2 separate regions of the Ovis aries genome follow, and region 2 is linked to region 1. A link is a contact called in public Hi-C data. All regions are on one chromosome and are shown on one strand. The core of a region is the stretch at or near the end of the contact, and the rest is flanking DNA. Distances in the headings are between cores, read along the strand shown.

Region 1 (4,056 bases), core at 962-3,461:
ATAACCTCAGGAAAGCCTTGGAGACTTTTCTTGAGGAATAAATCTCTTCCTCTCCTTTGAAAAAGTCCTATAAACAAAATACTATCAAAATGATCGTTATTCTGCCAGTCATGTTAGTGAGGAAATGTGCATTAAAAAATTTTCCGTTCCCTCTTCTCATCAAGATAGGCCCAGGGAATGCCAGCTCAAAGGCCAAATTATCCATACATGCGTCCATAATTAAATGCCTGAACAAAAGCATACATCTGCAAGTTGTTATTGAAATATAGTTGATTTACAGTGCTTTTTTAGTTCCAGGTATACAACACGTTCGGAGAAGGCAATGGCACCCCACTCCAGTACTCTTGGCTGGAAAATGCCATGGACGGAGGAGCCTGGTAGGCTGCAGTCCATGGGATCGCGAAGAGTCGGACACGACTGAGCGACTTCACTTTCACTTTTCGCTTTCATGCATTGGAGAAGGAAATGGCAACCTACTCCAGTGTTCTTGCCTGGAGAATCCCAGGGACGGGGGAGCCTGGTGGGCTGCCGTCTCGGGTCTCACAGAGTCGGACACGACTGAAGCGAATTAGCAGCAGCAGCAGCATACAACACATAATATATATATTATATATATATATATACATACATATATATTTTTCAGATTCTTTTTCCTTATAGGTTATAATAAAATATTGAGTATAGTTCCCTGTGCTATATAGTAGGTCTTTGTTGTTTATTTACGTAGTTGCACAGAGTCGGACACGACTGAAGCGACTTAGCAGCAGCAGCAGCAGCAGCAGCAGCAGCAGTGTGTATTTGTTAATCCCAAACTGCTAACTTAACCCTCCCCTGCTAACCTTAAGTTTGTTTTCTGTGCCTGTTTCTGTTTTGTAAATAAGTTCCTTTGTATCACCTTTTTAGATTGCACTAAGTGATATCATGTGATATTTGTTTTTCTCTGTCTCACTTTACTGAGTGTGACAATCTCTAGGTCCATCCATGGTGCTGCAAATAGCATTATTTCATTCTTTTTATGGCTGAGTAATATTCCATTGAGTATATACACCACATTTTTATCCATTCATCTGTCAATGGACACTTTATTTTCCCATCTTGGCTCTTGTAAATATATTTGCAATTTTTACACTGATTTTACTGTAGAATTAACTTCATGGTTTTCCTGAGTTTTAGGTGTGCATGGTCTTTGTATAAATAAATAAATGCACACACACATATGTACACACATAAAGTAAGTAAGGTGTTCTAGAAATGTAGAAAAAAGAGTACAATTCTTCCATAATCGTACCACCCAGAAACAATCACTCGTGACAGTTTTGTGTGTGTGTGTGTTTGTTTTCTTTTGTATATGTTTCAATTTTTTTCCTGTGTCGATACATCAGAAAGACCAAAAGCAAGATGATAGCTGTACAGTCTTCACCCTTTCAGTGTGCAGGGATATTGGAGCAAAGCCTCTGTTCTGCTTCCCAGAAAGTCCAGCTTCCGAGGGAGGTGGCCTCATTCACTCTCTCTCTTTTTAATTAAAAAAAGGTTTTTTTCTTTTGCTGCATTGCATGTGAGATCTTAGTTCCCCAGTTGGGGATTGAACCTGCATTCCCTGCATTGGGAACGTGGAATCCTAAACACTGGACCTTCAGGGAAGTCCTGTTCGCTGTCTCTTATTCACAACCCTGGGGCTGCTGCCCTGCAGTTGAAGGGGTTATTCCAGTGTCCGGGAGGGAGAGCTTGGAGAACTGGGTCTGGTCATTTTTCTGCTCGATCTACTTGCTGTCAGTTGGACACCCTGAAGGCCAAGAATTGACGTTTGGACAAGACCCCAGCTCTAGGGGAGTGAGTGCCCATTTAGTTCAGCGGGATAGACTCTCCACCTTCTTCCTGGAGCTCAGTGTTCTGGCTTGACTGTTACTGGCCTGACTTTTTAACCATTTTCTGTCTCTTCCTCTAATAAGAGAAACTCTGAAATCTGTCAGTTCCACAGAATGCCTGTCTACCTCCCCTGTGACAGACCCTGCACCCCCCACTCCCCGAGCCTCAGGCAGCCAGTGCTAGTTCCCCACACCTGGTCACCAGGCTCTGGAAGCTTCTCAGGGCCGGCTCCACGCTGGCACCCAGCCCTGCTCAGCAAACAAAGAACAGTTAGCACATTGTTCTCCATCTAGTTCACAGCGTAAAACCTTCTGGGCCAGGCACAAGCTCCCTCCGCCCCCCTCTCCTGGCACTTGGACTTTCTCGTTGTCTGGTGCTGACTCCTGGCTGGGGACTGAGGGAGGGTGGAGGCGGGGAGCAGGCTCATCCATCCCCCATGCAGCAGTGCCTTCCACCAGCTCAGCCAGGCTGGGAGCAGCCTCCTCGTCCATAATCCTGACAGAGGCCATGGATTCTCCCAGCCTCTAGCAGATAGAAGAACTGTAACGAAGGCTAATATTGTTCTAATTGTTTCTTTTTTACCATAATGACTCCTCCCATACTGCATTTGAAATCTCACATGTGAATATTTTGCAAGCATGCGTTTTGGCATCTGCTCTAAACCCACACGTAGCCCACCTTTAAGATAATCCACTGGTAGCGTTCTCCTAGATGGCAGTTTCCATAAAATTAAAATAGTTTCTGCCAATGAAATCTTATTAATTCTGGAAACCTGAAGCTGAAGTTTATTCTGTTTTAATGTGAACTGATCAACCTATCACACTTTGATATATGTCTCTAAGTGGTGGGAGAAGAACATACCCACAAACCTTAAAAACCTTTGCCCAAAAACATTTTTTCAAGTAAAATTACATTTTCTTTGCAGTCCCTTTGAAGGCTTTTTAACTTTGAAAACTTATGATCTAGTTATGTGACCCATATTAAACTCACTAGGAGTGCTTTAAAAAAGTACAGATGAGGGATTTCCCTGGCGGGCCAATGGTTAAGACTTGCACTTCCACTGCAGGAGGCTTAGGTTCGATCCCTGGTCAGAGTACTAAGGCCCCGTAAGACACACAGTACAGCCAAAATCAATAAATAATTAATAAAAAGTACAGATGTCTAGGCCACCCTCCTACCCATCATCCTATTTGGATCCAACTATCCTAGGGGAAACCGGCATCCCTATGGCTTTAAAAGCTCCCCAGGTGATCCTAGGAGGCAGCCAGCTTTGAGGACCAGTGTTGCAGTCAATAAGAAGAGGTGCCTACACCCCACTGGATGGTCCAGCAATGAATGACATCACTAATAGCAATGAACAAAGACAATGAGTGATATCACCCGAAATCAATGAACAAAGAAGGTTACCATTTCAGATTAACTCAGAGGAAAGATTATGGCTTAAATGAACAAAAAGTACTAAAGGGACATTTATACACGGAATCACAAACATTTCTAAGTAAACCGTGTCAGCATATGTTGGATCTTAACCACCGAGACATTTCATTAGGGTACTTGTTAATCATGCATGGCCTGGAATGATGAAATTCAGGTCTCAGATTTTTCCTTTCCGGTTTTCCCAGCCACTCTGGTTGCCCTGGCAGCTTCAGTCTCTTGTTAGACTTTGTTTCTCAGGAGGCTTAGAGCCTCTGTACGTGACTGAAGGTCCCATGTAGACTGATATTTCTAGGCCTTTGCCATGATGCCTTCTGTCCGTCTGAGCACACACCTGAGTTTTTTCTCTCTACACAGGTGGTAAGCTGCGCAGTGCTGTCAGGGCCTAAGTGGATGTTAGAAGCATCGACTCTGAGCTGGGGTCAGGGGTACAGATAGAAGCAGACATTTCTCCTCACTGTTGTTGGTTGTTTTCTTTTAAACATTTTTTCATGAAAAGTTTCAAGCATTCAGAAAACTTAAAAACACCCATATGCCCATTGTCTTGATTCTGTGGTATAGTCATCCTTCAGCAGTGCAGCTTTGATCTACATGGATCTGCTTATACACAGACTCCTTTTCAGAAAATAGCACTATGGTACTACACTGTCTGCAGTTGACTGAACCCATGAATAATCGGATTATAATCGGATTTTTGACTGCGCGGAAGGTTGGCGTCCCTAACGCTGGGACTGTTCAAGAGTCAGCTGTAGACAT
Region 2 (4,084 bases), core at 1,552-4,051, 60 kb before region 1:
CCTCTTTGTAACCATAAATTTGTTTTTGATGTCTGTGGGTCTATTTCTGCTTTGCAAGTAAGTTCATTTGTGGAATTTTTAGAGATGTATCATATAAATGATATCATATTTGTCTTTCTCTGACTGACATTTCACTTAGTATGGTCATCTCTAGTTTCAACCGTGTCGCTACAAAAGGCATTATTTAATTTCTTTTTATGGTTCCAAATAGGAAAAGGAGTACGTCAAGGCTGTATATTGTCACCCTGCTTATTGAACTTCTATGCAGAGTACATCATGAGAAACGCTGGACTGGAAGAAACACAAGCTGGAATCAAGATTGCCGAGAGAAATATCAGTAACCTCAGATATGCAGATGACACCACCCTTATGGCAGAAAATGAAGAGGAACTAAAAAGCCTCTTGATGAAAGTGAAAGAAGAGAGTGAAAAAGTTCACTTAAAGCTTAACATTCAGAAAACGAAGATCATAGCATCTGGTCCCATCACTTCATGGCAAATAGATGGGGAAACAGTGGAAATAGTGTCAGACTTTATTTTGGGGGGGCTCCAAAATCACTGCAGATGGCGACAGCAACCATGAAATTAAAAGACGCTTACTCCTTGGAAGAAAAGTTATGACCAACCTAGATAGCATATTAAAAAGCAGAGACATTACTTTGCCAATAAAGGTCCATCTAGTCAAGGCTATGGTCTTTCCAGCGGTCATGTATGGATGTGAGAGTTGGACTGTGAAGAAAGCTGAGTGCTGAAGAATTGAAGCTTTTGAACTGTGGTGTTGGAGAAGACTCCTGAGAGTCCCTTGGACTGCAAGGAGATCCAACCAGTCCATTCTAAAGGAGATCGTCCCTGGGTGTTCTTTGGAAGGAATGATGCTAAAGCTGAAACTCCAGGACTTTGGCCACCTCATGCGAAGAGTTGACTCATTGAAAAAGACTCTGATGCTGGGAAGGATAAGGAGCAGGAGGAAAAGGGGAGGACAGAGGATGAGGTGGCTGGATGGCATCACCGACTCGATGGACATGAGTTTGAGTGAACTTTGGGAGTTGGTGATGGACGGGGAGGCCTGGTGTGCTGCGGTTCATGGGGTCGTAGAGTTGGACACGACTGAGCGACTGAACTGAACTGAACTGAATAGTCCATTGTGGGCTTCCCAGGTGGCCCAGTGGTAAAGAATCTCCCTGCCAATGCAGGAGATGCAAGTTTGATCCCTGGGTCAGGAAGATCCCCTGGGGAAGGAAAGGGCAACCCACTCCAGTATTCTTGTCTGGGAAATCCCATGGATACAGGAGCCTGGAATGTTACAGTCCGTGGGGTTACAAAAGAGTCGGGCATGACTTAGTGTCTGAAAAACAGCAACAACCAAATAGTCCGTTGTAGCTATATACATCTTCTTTATTCATTGAAAGAGTCTTTGCTTGAGGAGAAATGACTCCTTCCCAAGTCCTGGTTAGATACTGTGTGACTTTGGGAAATGCCTGTATATGACTGCAAACACCTTTTATCATTATCTTCCACAGAAGAAACAATTTTCTCCATATTTCCTGAGAAACCACAATGTAGAAAGCTTTGTCAAGATTCTAAGTCTTAACCATGAGAAAAGAGTGATAATGTAAATAAGTTCTTTAACTTCTGTTGAGAAAAACAGGAAAATCAGGAAATCATATAAAATCAGAAAAATCATTTTCATAATTCCAGCTGTCCTCAGAGCTTTTTGCCCATCTCTTCAGAAACAAAGACCCCACTGGCCCATTTCCTCCTGCTCTAACATCTCACATTCAAACAGAATGTCACGTTTAGAGTCAGACACTCACAGAGGTTGTAGAATCTCATTTTTAATAAATTAAACTAAGGTTGTCATACTGAATAATGAACTTATCTACAAAACAGTAATGGAGTTACAGATGTAGAAAATAAACTTATGGTGACCAGGAACTAAGGGGGAGGAGGGATAAATTGGAAGATGGGGATTGACATATACACACTACTGTATAAAAAATGAGTAACTAATAAGAACCTACTGCATAGCACAGGGAACTCTACTCAACACTCCCTAATGGCCTATATGAAAAAGAATCCAAAAAGGAGTAGATATGGACATGTGTGTGTGTGTGTCTGTGTCTGTGTGTGTGTGTGTGTAACAGATTCATGTTCAGTACACCTGAAACTAAAATAGTATAAATCAACTATACTCCAAGAGGGCTTTCCAGGTGGTCCTAGTGGTAAAGAACCCATCTGCCAATGCAGGAGACACAAGAAATGTGGGTTTGATCCCTGGATTGAGAAGATCCCCTGGAAGAGGGAATGGCAACCCACTCCATTTTTCTTGCTTGAAAAATTCTATGGGCAAAGGAGCATGGTGGGCCACAGTCCATGGGGTCGCAAAGAGTTAGACATGACTAAACATGCCTTTTTTTTTTCTTGTTTTATACTCCAAGAAAAAATTATTAAAAAAAAAAAAAACAACACAAAAATCGAATAGAGCCTTAGTCCATGCTGAATGACATAGGTCACAAAGTAGGGACAGGGTTAGAGAAAAGTTCCTACCTACAGCAAAATCAACGTTGCCCAAGCAAGAGCATTTAGCTCCAGAATCAGGTTAATGATGGAGAAGTTACCCAGAGATCATGGGCTTAAAACAAAACAAACCCCGAATGCGCATGCACTGCTATGGTTCACACACCACCAACGGGGTCAAAATCTTCCCGGCAAACGCTGCTGGACTGCGCCTCCCTGCTTCTCCACTGACCCTTCCACACACACTCCGGGGTTGTTTCCTTTCATCCCTCAAGGCCACCAACCACATTTCCCTTAGTTTGGGGACTGCCGAGTGCTGGGGACGGGAGGGAACCCAGTGTGACCTTCCCTGGATTAATGCCCCCACGAGTGGTTCTGTGCCTCCCCAGCGGTGCTGATAGCGGCTGGGAGGGGGAGTGACTCCCAAAATAGAACAGCCCAGAAAGAAACACAGAATCTCACAAAGGCCCTCAGATAGCCGCCTGGAAAACACTGTCCAGCAGCCACTTTCAAAAACCCCAACGGAGGGAAACAGGAAAATCATTCTTCAAAATATAATAGATTCCTTTATTATGTAACTCTGCAACAGCACTCTGAGAAAAAGATCATGGAACCTTACCCACTGTACAGATAAAGACACCAACCAGAGCAATAGAGATTAACTTAACGTTCCTTATCTAGGAAGTGTCAGAACCAAGACTCGAGTCAATTGTAATGCCAAGGCTAATATTCTTTCCTTGGGCTTGTCAAGGGCAGAAGGCAGCAGGTAGAGGCTTGGAGAAGAGAGAGGAGACCAAGCTTGTGACAAAGAACTGGGTGACAGGCCTGGCTTCAAGTGCTAGTTTTCGTCTCAGCATCCCTTAAAGGGCTGCGGTGCTGATATGTGAGAACACATTTCACTTCTGGGAGGGAAGAAATTACAACTCCTTGTGGCATTTTATTAAACAACATTTACCTGTAAAACTTCCGGGCTTCCCTGGTGGCTCAGTGGTCAAGAATCCGCCTAACAATGCGGAAGACACCAGTTAGGTCCCCTGGTTGGGAAGATCCCCTGGAGAAGGAAATGGCAACCCACTCCAGTATTCTTGCCTGGAAAATTGTATGGGCAGAGGAGCCTGGTGGGCCACAGTCCATGGGTTTGCAGAGTCAGACACGACTGAGCACGCACGCACATGTATGTGACCATTAGGAGGTGAAGTGATTTAATCCTGAAGGCCTGTCATGTTATTTCTTTTGAGAAAGAATGTGCCATCTGTTTGAGTCCTCTCTCTCGGGTCCTTTGAATTAATTTTAAAGAGATTCCTTAAAACAGGGAAACATGCAGACACACATTCAGTATTATTTCTGAAGTTTTTCTAACAAACTATTCTGACTTCTGAGTCCAGTGAGGTCCTGGACATTCTTGCAACTGGCATGGCAACCTCTCCTGTGTGGGAAACTTGTGTGTGGTTTACACAATGTCCCTCTTTGGAGCCGGGAAGCTCTTCATCTAACTGTTTCTGGTTTACTCACTTAAGAAACACTGAACTGAGTGCTGTGCGGTGGGTGGGTGTTGGGGACACGCTGGT

What was found. A called contact is a pair of places that touch in the nucleus more often than the background predicts.
Region 2: a contact with region 1 is called in a Hi-C map of tail adipose tissue, with 6 times the contacts expected there. The contact joins two enhancer-like sites. A contact is called at or near these places in 10 of 16 Hi-C or Micro-C datasets (blood, hypothalamus, liver and 5 more).

Annotation. Positions count from the first base shown.
Region 1 is chr20:19,317,871-19,321,926 of ARS-UI_Ramb_v3.0, reverse strand. No RefSeq gene overlaps it. Among named protein-coding and RNA genes, the nearest start is that of ENPP4, 14 kb to the left of the region's middle. Within about 2 kb of position 2,211, at least 25 of the 54 cell types and tissues checked have an H3K27ac peak or open chromatin away from gene starts, as enhancers often do.
Region 2 is chr20:19,378,223-19,382,306 of ARS-UI_Ramb_v3.0, reverse strand. No RefSeq gene overlaps it. Among named protein-coding and RNA genes, the nearest start is that of ENPP5, 16 kb to the right of the region's middle. Within about 2 kb of position 2,801, at least 7 of the 54 cell types and tissues checked have an H3K27ac peak or open chromatin away from gene starts, as enhancers often do.